Linked DNA regions of Mus musculus: region 2 is linked to region 1. A link is a contact called in public HiChIP or PLAC-seq data. All regions are on one chromosome and are shown on one strand. The core of a region is the stretch at or near the end of the contact, and the rest is flanking DNA. Distances in the headings are between cores, read along the strand shown. Region 1 holds the start of Foxp2 (forkhead box P2). Region 2 holds the start of Mdfic (MyoD family inhibitor domain containing).

What was found. HiChIP or PLAC-seq counts read pairs in DNA pulled down with a chosen protein or histone mark.
Region 2: a contact with region 1 is called in an H3K27ac HiChIP or PLAC-seq map of embryonic stem cells, with 5 times the contacts expected there. The contact joins the promoter of Mdfic here to the promoter of Foxp2 in region 1. A contact is called at or near these places in 3 of 39 promoter capture datasets (embryonic stem cells, frontonasal cranial neural crest and liver), 12 of 484 Hi-C or Micro-C datasets (the MNK3 cell line, cardiomyocytes, embryonic fibroblasts and 6 more), 13 of 115 datasets of contacts at active chromatin or transcription factors (astrocytes, cardiomyocytes, craniofacial prominence and 7 more) and 2 of 9 other capture datasets (embryonic stem cells and pancreatic islet).

The regions. Positions count from the first base shown.
Region 1 is chr6:14,899,016-14,904,481 of GRCm38.p6, reverse strand. Foxp2 (forkhead box P2) reads right to left here and starts at 3,133. Exons shown (of 19, transcript NM_053242.4): 1 at 2,721-3,133.
Region 2 is chr6:15,718,192-15,723,657 of GRCm38.p6, reverse strand. Mdfic (MyoD family inhibitor domain containing) reads right to left here and starts at 2,997. Exons shown (of 5, transcript NM_175088.5): 1 at 2,695-2,997; 2 at 2,294-2,471. The coding sequence starts at 2,387.

The sequences.
Region 1 (5,466 bases), core at 1,884-4,383:
GATATCTGAAAATGAACTTCAGGTCTATCTATCCTTTTCGACTGTGTGTCTTCAGCCACTAACCCAGACAGAGCTACCTTCAGGCTTCTCTTCTCCTTAAAAGCCAGCAACTTGATTACAGTTAAGAATTCTTTCACTTAATTTTGGGTAACAATTATGCCCAGGACTGTTTTAAGGAAGTGTTGAGCTGAACAAACTTCTGAACCTGATTAACTGAAGGAATAGAGGGATGGAATGAGGGATGCAAGAAAGAAAGGAAGGAGGAAAAAGAAGTAAAACTCTAATGCAGACATAAAATATTATGGCCCCAACGATCCCAGTGCCTATAACTATATTCACTCTATTAATGGAGATACAAATAAATCAAAACTGTAAATTGTGTTTAACAGCATTAAACAAACACTACATTTAAAAATTCCAGCACACTGAGAATATCCTTAGTCATAATTCATAGTGACAGAAAAGATAAACAGGGCTCTTCACAGCATTAAACATTGCCCGAGGTATGTCACACTGCGACTTTGGGATGCAGCTATCTGAAAGCCCATCTCCCCTTCAGTTTCTACCTCAAATGCAGGCACTGGTTTCTCAGTCTTCTCTCCACTGCTGCCTAAGCCAAACTCTTGGGAGCTAGGACACCATGCAAAGATGTGCCTTCCAGTCAAACTTGTTTTCCAAAGTAAATCTCTGCAAATACTTCCAGTTGGAAAATGTCCAGTTCTGCTACTTGACACCAGGGAATCACCTCCTCCCTTGGGGCTTACCTGCAACTAAGTAAGTCTACTTCCATGTTCCTCGTGGGTATGTTGGGAGTATTTTAAGGGCTTCTTGAATCTGTGACTGCAAAGATGCATACCTCATACAGTACCGGGAGTCTTTCACACACTTAATTCCTCCCCTAAGCCCCTGAGTAGAACTCACCCAGGCTACTTCATGCACCTCACATCCCAAGACCTGTCCACCTGGAAGCAAGGAGCAGTCTAGGAATGAGCCCAGAGATCAAGGAGCTGAGTGGATTTCAACATGTGGTGAGAAGAAAGGTGGGGGAGGGATTCAAATCTTGCAGCTAGCAGCTGTCCACTTAGTGGTTTAAATCTGTTGGTTAAAGAGCTGAATAAACAAATACACAGATGGGTCTAGTTCCCTTGGGGGGAATCCCGATTGTGAGGACCGCCCCCCCCCCCCAAGTCCTGGACAGTTTGGCCTCTGGACTCTACCCTGCGCAAAATGCAAATGCAAAATGATTTCACTTTCAAAGGACCGAAAGCCTTCACACATCTGTGTCTTGAATGTTTTTTCTAATAATAAAAGCATGGCCCTTTGCTTTCCAGGTCCCGGGACACTTACCTATGAGTTTTTAGGGACTAAAGTTAGGAAGGCAACTTTTTTTCCTGTCCAAGCACTAGTTGGGTGCGGGCCCTCGTTAAGATGGAGATTCAGGGCACTTCTGGCCTGAGGGTAGGGAGAGGTGCACCTACAGTGCCTGTGATCACCTGGAGAGTCTAGCCAGCACCTACAGTCACAAATGCCTCTCCAAGAGCATGTAGTGGAGGCTGGAGTTGATCTTCCCTCACTCGCAGCACTGATCCCAGCCACTTAAGACTCATGGGTTTGAAAGAAAGAAAGAAAGAAAGAAAGAAAGAAAGAAAGAAAGAAAGAAAGAAAGAGAGAGAGAGATAAGAAAAAAGGAAGGAAGAGAGGAAGGAAGGAAGGAAGAAAGGAGAGAAGGAAGGAAGAAAAAAGGAAGGAAGGAAGGAAGGAAGGAAGGAAGGAAGGAGAGAAGGAAGGAAGGAGAAAGAAAAAAAAAGGCTAGGGAGAAACCCTTTCTCACCAAGGTGTCTGTGCCCCTCCCACATGCCCTCTCCCAGGGGCTGCAAGCTGTGACACCCACACACAGAACAAGGAGCACTTCCCAAAGTGGAAGGAAAGTAAAACCAGGACGGATCCATTGGGAAGCCGCAGGCCTTGCTGGCTAGCAGACAAGTGGAAGAGAGTGATCAGGAGTGGCCCGAGAAATGCATGGTTATCTCAGGAGTCACTAGGGGCCAGGAGTTTCTTAACTAGAGAGAAAAGAAGTGTCCCCTTGATGCCTCTCTGGTTCCTGGATAAGTACTTCTGAGATGAAAGCAGAAGTGCTGAAGACCCAAGAAACGCGCACTTGCCCGCTTTAGTAAATAAAGGTCAGCAGTCTCATCAATAAAGTGTGCGCTTCTAACCACCACATGTTTCTACTGCTGTCTCTCTTCCCTAGAGGGAGTGGGAGGGAAGAGGGAAAGACAACAAACATTTTTTTATAAGAGTAAACAAACGCATCTGGTGTTTCGACACATTTCTTCCTCCAGCATCTCTGGACGATACAACAATCTGCATATTCAAAACGAAAATAAATAAATAAATGAATAAATAAATAAATAATTCATCCCGGAGCCCACAGAGAAATCTCATTTTCCTGCACACCCCTTTCCCCATCACACAGCAAAATGCAAAGAAACAACAAGTGGCGATGTTGGGTCTCGACGCAAATGCGACCCCTGCCCTATGTGGAAATCTGACACATGTCACCCTGGCCCCGCAGCGCGGAGCAGCAGGCTCTGGGGCGAAACTTTGCTGCGCGACCGGATCAGCGTGGAGCAAAGTCGCAGTCTGGCCGCGCGTGGCTGTGCTTGGGACAGGGTGGGGTGCGGAGTGCAGAGCGTCTGAGTGAGGGCGAAGAAACTTACCGCGATCGGGGACCCCGAGGGCAGCGTCCCAGGAGGTGGCACCCGCTGTGCACCCAGGCAGAAGCCCCGGAACAACACACCCACGCTCGAGTCCCGGCAGCCGCGGCCGCGAGTTCGGGGACACCAGGGGAGGGGGGACCCGAGGAAGCTGCGGCGGGAAGTCGCGGCCGCGGCATAAATGCCCTGGGCGGGCACTGACGGATGAACTGCTGGTGGCGCCGGGCTCCGGCCGGGACGAAGCTGCGGCCGGGGAGCTGCACGCGCCGGCGTGTCTCGCGCTTTCTCGGAGGCTCGCGCTGTCTCGCGCTGGCAGCTCCCCCCACAACCCGGATCTCTGTATGTATGTGTGTGTTGGTGTGTGTGTGTGTCTGTGTGTATGTGTGTGCGCGCGCGCTTGTATGTGTGTGTGTGTGTGTGCGTATGTGAGTGTATGTGTGCGTGCACCGGCGGGCGCGCGCACCCGGGCGCGCGCGCGAGTTGTTGGCGATGCAAACTATGCACACACTGAGAGCAGAGCAGCTTCTCCTATGAGGGGCGGGCAGGGGGAAGGGACCTCCTAGAACACTCTTAAGTACTGTTGGGGCACTTGTTTTGTCTTACTTTGCTAAGTTGGGGTTGTTGTTGTTGTTGATGATGATTATGATGATGATTTTTTTAAAGTGGTTTGAACTCCATCAATCTCTTCATGCCCCCCCCCCAACTTTTTCCAGAGATGGGAGAAATCGCGGGCCAGAATGTTGCTGGGCTTTGCGGTGGAGCCTCCTGGATGACGTCAGGTCCACCTGCTATGTAAACAACTTGCTAGAGAACTTGTTTGTTCTGCCCCGTTTCCCCCACCCCCACCCTTCTCCCCACCTCCAGCTCCGCCTCCTCCTGCCGCCCCAGACGGCGAGTCGGGGATGGGGGTGGGGAGGGAGGCGAGAACAAAACCGTATGCTGTATTGGCACAGCCGAGTTGTGTCTGCTGCTTCTTGGCAGTCCCCAAAGTACGTCCTCTCAGCAGACGGAGCTGCTGGCAAATGAAACAGGGGATTCCACGTGAAGTGCAGAAAACCTAGAAGGGATCCGAAGCCTTTGGTGGCAGGTAGTTAAAGCACAGAGTGTCACAGAGGGAGCCCGCGCCAACACAGCCACGCTGATTGGCCTTTCTCTCCTGTGTGTGCGCCTCTGCGGCCTGGATGGAGAGGCAGAACCTTTCTCACTCTTGGTTGTCGTGGCTCCTGTCTCACTTGGGGCCAGTACTGCTAGGGCTTCCATGTAGTCGCGCAGCCCAGGTCACCGAAGCGGGACTTGGAAAAAGAGATGGCACCACCAAGGTGTAATTTTGTTTTTAAAGTATGAGGCTTTGGGGACTGACTGGATCAATGACTAGGGAGAAAAAAATAACAGGAATGAAAGAAAAGTAGAAATTGCCAGAACCCGCTCGCAGTGCACTTCAAAGCTGTGTCCCCGGTGTTGGGGGATGCTCCGGCTCGGTTTCTGCCACCAGGTCCCTCCTCCACTGTGCGTGGTGCGACCTAGCTGGCTGGTCTGAGCAGGACCAAGAAAGAGATGACAGAGAAAGGGCCGGAGGAGATCAAGGCGGGCCCTGAAGGGTCTTGTGACTTGAATCTGGGAGGGTGTTTCTAAGATGCCCCTCTCCACCCTAGCTTGGGAAGGAAGTTCCTTCCTGCGGTTCTCCCGCCAGCCCCTCCCGGGCCACTGGCCCCCTAACCCTTAGCCGTCGGCGTTCAATACGCGCCGCCGCGGGAGCTTGCAGCCTAGCTGCTGAATCTGTCACGCAGCGATTCCACCGGCGCAGAAACTTTCCACTAAATAGCTATAGCCAAGAAGCCGGGGATGGGGGTTGGGGGGGACACGGAGTTGGGCTAGGCTGCCTTCTAGCTATTCTCCGGAGAGAAATAGCTGCGAACTTTCACACAGCTTTATTCAGTACAAGAGGGGATGGTGGGATGGGGTGGCCAAAGATCAGCATCAACACGTGCCTTTTTAGTTTTTCCCTTCCTCAAACACCAACTGGCCCTTTCTCTAAAGGGCAGAGAGAAGGACCCCTCCCTCCCTCCCCCCCCTCTCTCTCTCTCTCTCTCTCTCTCTCACACACACACACACACACACACACACACACACACACACACACACACACACACACACTTCAGAACCTGCAGTTCTCTATAGGGAGGAAGCGGCGACCCTGGCACCCACATCTGTAAACACACCGCCAGGTTTGCTAGAGAAACCAACTTTTGTCAATAAGCCACAGGGCTGGTCGCGGCAAGTCCGCCTTAGCCCGGAGCGCGAGGAATTGGGGTGAGATTTGGCTTTGAATTGGGGAGCTTTCTGTGAACCTTTAAAACTCTGGTCGTCCTGAGTGCTCTGCTCGCAAATGATATCCGCACTCTTTCAAGTGGTCTTTTGAGAAATGAAGACTCAGGAGTCTGCAGAGTCCGAATCTTTTTAAGAAAGGAAACAGCTCTCGCTAGTATTAAGAAAGGATCCAAAAGCTGCCTCCACCCCACCCCACCCCGCTTCTGAAAGGTGGGGGGTTAGGCGGCTGTGCTTCACCAGCAAACCTAAATAAAATATACTCTGAGTTAATTTGAAATGCTTTAGAAAAAGAGAAGAGTAGACAACTCACGTGGGAAACCTTGAAAACCCAAAGGCGGTGGATTTCCCTGGGCCTGGTGTATAAAGGTAACCGAATAATCTAAAGGTTTCCAGAGCCTCTTTGCCATTATTCCTCCCTCCC
Region 2 (5,466 bases), core at 1,748-4,247, 820 kb before region 1:
GACACTGAATCCCACAGATACCTTGCCTGTCACTTTCCTGGTCCCCATTTATTGCATGTAGCATGCAAGCACCTTACTCTGTAACAGCATTGTAGATATTAGTACTATAATATCTATGCTTTCAAAGCAACAGAAAAGTTCACAGAAGCACAGCGGAAAGGTCCGCGTCCAGGACTGTCCTTTCAGTAAAGAAAACCTTGCAAACTCAGTGTTGAAAATGCAGCAGGCTATCATGTTACGTTTCTCAACCCCACATTCCAGGTTCTAGAAAGGAGCCCAGAATCTGATTAGGAGGTTCAAACTAGATTTTAAAAATCCCTAAGATTACTTCCAATTTTTAAGAATTACACCTTGGGTTAACATAGTGAATAGTTCATCACAACATACTAAATGTGCTTTTACATATATTAGGTGCACATATAATAAGTGTGTTTAACACGGCAGAAGACATATCTCACATTCCTTTTTTTTCTTTTGCAAATATCTTCTGTAAATGTCCCTTAAATGTTATATTTTCCTTACTTAATTTAGTGTGTAGAATTTTAAAACTAAACTTTGATTAACTGAACACTAGTGTCCTACTATGCTCAGACACTATGTTTTGTTTCCCAGCGATAGGGTGAGCAGGTGGGACTATTGGAGGAAGGCAATGTTCAATTGCAAGAGGACATTGGTTTTCCATAGAGAGATATACACGTTGTATGCAGCTAGCGTTAACCTCAGGCCCTTTGAGATGTCTTCCTCCTTGTGCGCAGATCACCTGACACCAAGCAGCTTTGTACACAGGAGGTACCATGACAAGTTCTTCCAGGAGATTTTAACCATCCCTAGCGTTAACACTAGATTTTGTGCGTATTGGCTATTTCCAAATCCAATTTTTTTTTTTTTGGTTTTTTTTTTTTTTTTTTTTTTTTTTTTTTTTGGTTTTTCGAGACAGGGTTTCTCTGTATAGCCCTGGCTGTCCTGGAACTCACTTTGTAGACCAGGCTGGCCTCGAACTCAGAAATCCGCCTGCCTCTGCCTCCCAAGTGCTGGGATTAAAGGCGTGCACAACCACACCCGGCCCAATAGTTTTACCTGGAGTGTTTGCAGTTGATTTTTGGCGTAAGCATTGTTTACCAGGAGTGATTAATGACTGAAGTGGGAGTATAAAGAGCCTATCGACGAGTGGCTATGACTGTGGAGGGTGGGCGGGCATGGCTAATGGCAGGGAGATGACAATGTTGACAATGCAGTGTGTGTAAGACGGGCTGCTTCTGAGAAAACGTGTTTATCAATCTGGTTCTTCTCTACAGCTAATCACTTGGATTCTCTCTGTTTAGGAAAAGAAATGAGTCACTCTTCTAAATCGAAATGATAAACATAACATTTCAATTTACGCTTGGATGTTTTCTGCTACTATCTACTCTGGTTAGAACAGCAACTCCTTTCCTCCCCCCCCTCCCCACCCCCCACCCCCCGAATTAAAAAGAGAAGAAAGAAACTTAAGGCAGTATATATTTGGGTACTGGGAGACAAGATTTTAGACATGCTTAAAATCAAGAGTTTTGGAGAGCTGGAAAGTTATCTGGTGTCTGCCAGTCAGAACTGTCCTCATTGGAATTGTCCTTACTGGAAAAGGGAAGAGAAATGGTGAGAGTCTGGTTCTGCCACCAAAGAGCACCTGAAGTCTATTACCTTCAAAGAATTTTAAAATGTGGTTATGGAAGCTTCCCAGAAGCAAACGATTTTGTTTTCCCTTTGGAAGAACTCAAAAGAGTTAATTCATTCTTGGAACGTGTTTATTCCAAAACAAACGTTATTGAAAACATATGCACGAGCCATTCCAAAAGAAACTGGTCTCAGAAACCTGGATGCTTAACCTGGGGGTCAGAGTACCCCACAAGAACCAGAAAGATGAGGAGAGCCCACGCTAGCTCAGAGAGCAGAGACTGCCCTGCATGAGAAAAGAACATAAGAACTTAAGAGTACTAGACAAGGGTTGGAGACTTCACACCCCTCCTGAGTCCCAGGCCAAGAAGTGCTTAGGCAGAAGGTAGAAGCCATCTAGTCAACCAGTTTCTAGCAAGAAAAGGGAATAGAGGGGCCAGGGATCCCGCCCTCCTATCCGGTTGTTGATCTGGGGCAGTGATCCTCTGGCAGACTTGTTTAAGTAACATAAGTGTGCAAAAGTTCACAATTCCGAAGTTGAAGCCCATCCTCGCAGTTCCCCACTCCCACCACCACCACCACCCATCCCTAAGTGTGCAAGCACGTCCCAGAAACTCGCAACTCGCAAGTACTTGTTACTCACCGTGGGCCGGGGAGCCCAGCCGGCCGCCGCCCGCCTCGACCGGGCACTGCTGCTCCGCGGGCCCGGGAGCGAGGGCTTCACCCGCGCAGGACATGGGCCACGCTCCGAGCCAGAGCCGTCCCCGCGGGGTGCACGGACCCCAGCTGCTTAGGTGCTGGGTGCAGGAAACGGCCTGCCTCTGGCGGGAAAAGCAAAAGGGACAGCAGGATCAACTGTTTTTAGAGCACAGCACGCCGCAATGCCTGGGCCATTCCCTCCCCCTCCGCGTCCCTCCTCCAACTCCACCCCAGGGAAGTTAGGATTTGAAAGCAGCCTGGGGGGACGCTGCGAACGGGACGCGCGCGCTGGGAGGGGACGCGCGGGGACTCGGCGGCAGAGCGACCTAAGGGACCTCCACCTACCTTGGCATCCCCCCCGTGGGCTGTTCCGGGTCCCTTCCTCCCGCCACCGGTAGTCAGCGAGGCTCTGGCCGCGGCCCCATCACGCCCTGGCAGCCTGACCACGTCCCTCCGGCCCCGGGAGTGGCAGCGACAGTGGCAGCCGCCCGCGCTGACTCCGCGCACTCCGTCCCTTCCCTCCGGGCAGCCCCTCTCCTCCGGGAAGGACTTTAGGATCCACTTGTGCGTCTCTTTCACCCTCGCGCTGCCACTCCTACACTCTTCAAACACTTCTCTCTCTGTGGCTCCCTTTCATCATATCCGGATTGGGGTGGCCTCGAACTCTTGGCAGACAGCCCCGAGGTTGGGGGCGGCGCGACCTAGGTTTGGCCCTGAGCTCCCTTGCGAGGGAGCTGTCTGGGTCAGGAGGCCAGAGCTGGACAGGCCAGATGCAGGCTCCCTAGCCCAGGCCCACCAAGGTTAGGGAAAACAGGGAGGGAGCTAACCTTGGCAGCTCAAACATCTTCAACCTTTCTGGGAAAGTCCCCCTCAAACCACTTTCAATCCTGCCCTTCGATAGACTATTAAATAATCTTGAGGAATGCCCCAGGGAAGCGACCTTTGAAAACAGGGAAGGGTGTGTGTGTGTGTGTGTGTGTGTGTGTGTGTGTGTGTGTGTGTGTGTGATGAATGTACATGTGTGTTCAAACACACACACTGACTTTCCTGGTACTATGAAGACATAAATGTGTATTTAAAACCTTGTTCACAGGTCCCAAGTACTTGTCTAATCTCTTCATCTTTTTCTTTTTTATTACTTTACTTCTGTCAGACAGGATTCCTGATCTGGTTAAACCAGTTGCACAGAGCCACCCAGGAGTGCAAGGTGAACATTCTTGAGCACATCTGTCCTACCCCAGGCTGAGTGCCTCTCTGACCGTGTGACGTCTGCGGGAAGCTAAACTGTGCTCAGACGTAAAAGGTTCATTGTCGGTGGCTTTTTAAATGAAATGTTCTGACTGTGGCAGACTCTAAAGGGCCAAGAGCAAGTGTAACGGGCTGTTAAGAACTTTTATACATCTGGTTAATTTTTGTTCTTTGTTTGAGTGAAATGCAGAGTTCAGTGGAGGTGCATATCAAAACTGAAGAAACTTAATGGTTTCTCCTTCTCACTCACCCCCATCATTACTAATAATACATCAGGAATGTTTATCTTCAAAAAGTGACCATTCAAGTTCTTTTCAACTGACGGAAAAGGTCTATTTCTTACCTCTAAAGAAACAAGAACTTGATTTCAACTACTCCGAGAAATCAATCTTCAAAGGTTCTGAAGGCAGGTATTTGGATTCCATAGAAAATGGCATTTTTCTCGGTGACCTATAGCTAATAGATATGGCCCCGTTTTTAAATAAAATTTGTAGATTCATAGATGACATTGTAAAAAGTGCCTTAAGTCTCTTAAGAACGTGTCAAGAGTCTGGACTACATAGAACCTACTGTTGTGATCATAAAAAGAGAAAGAGCTATAAAGATATGTTCTAGCTGGTGGGGTGTGGGGAAGGGGGTGTCTTGGTGGGGCCCATGTCAAGCCATCCCTTCTTCCTGAGGGACCAGTCACAGGACTGTATAGTATAGAATAGAGTTTATTCAGGGCAGGGGGAGGGGAGTTAAGAGAATAGTAGAGGCAGAGAAAGGCAGAGAGAAGGAGAGAGTAGAGAAGTAGAGACCACATGGAGAGAGAGGGGAAAGGAATGGGGGTGGGGGAGCAAGGGAGCAATGAGCAAGAGAGGCAAGAGCACAAGAGAGGGAGGAGGAGACAATCAGCCCCTTTTATAGTGGGTCAGGCCTACCTGGCTAATGCCAGGTAACTGTGGGGGTGGAGTCCAGACAGAATACCAACACCTACCTCTTGGGACCAGGTCAGTTGTGGGGAAGGCTTGTCAGCATTAAAGAACACACAGGAAACTTGTGCTCTACAAAGCACAGCCTTTGCTTACAAGAGTCAGTGAGAAAGTTCTGCAAAGTTCTTCTTTGTCCCCTTACTGTTTATCTCCTTGTTCAGTTTGTTCATTCTGTCACAAGCACATGGTACCCTTGTGGAGGTCAGAGGATGGCCTCCAGTCCTTACCTTTCACCTTGTTTGAACAGGGTGCCCTTATTGTCCCTAGCTACACACACCAGGATAGCATGCAGACTTCTGAATTTACAGCTATTTACATGTCTCTAACACCCATCTCCCTGTAGGAACACCAGAATTATAAGGCTACACTTCTATCTCTCCCAACACACCTTCTCAGGCTTGCACACAAGCCATTCTCCCACAGAGCCATCTCCCCCAATAAATGTTTTTTCATCGAATTGCACACCATATTTCACTTTTACACATGACATAAGATACCTAACTTTTCTGATAAGATGAGCATAAAACATCCTCTTTCACTATGGTATGAATGTTGGACAGCCAGCCAGTTTCCCAAATGGGTGGAGTTCTGCAGGAGTGAGGGGTGGAGAGTGAGGTCAGGGAACTGGGATAAAGGAGAGAGACCTTCTCTGAGAATCTTAGTGTTACAGATCATTTGGGCAAAGGCCTTCTCTGAGTATCTTCAATGAAACAGCTCTTTTGCCAATCTTAGCTTGGGTGAATACCTCTATTGGGGTGGACCAAGGGTATATATGAACTTTGGAGAGTGGTAAGGCACTTTCCTGGTAAGTGAAAATCATTGGCTAAAGTTTTAAAGTTCTGTGAATAGCTCATTTCCATGGAGAGACATTCCAGGAATCCCCAGGTACTTGCTC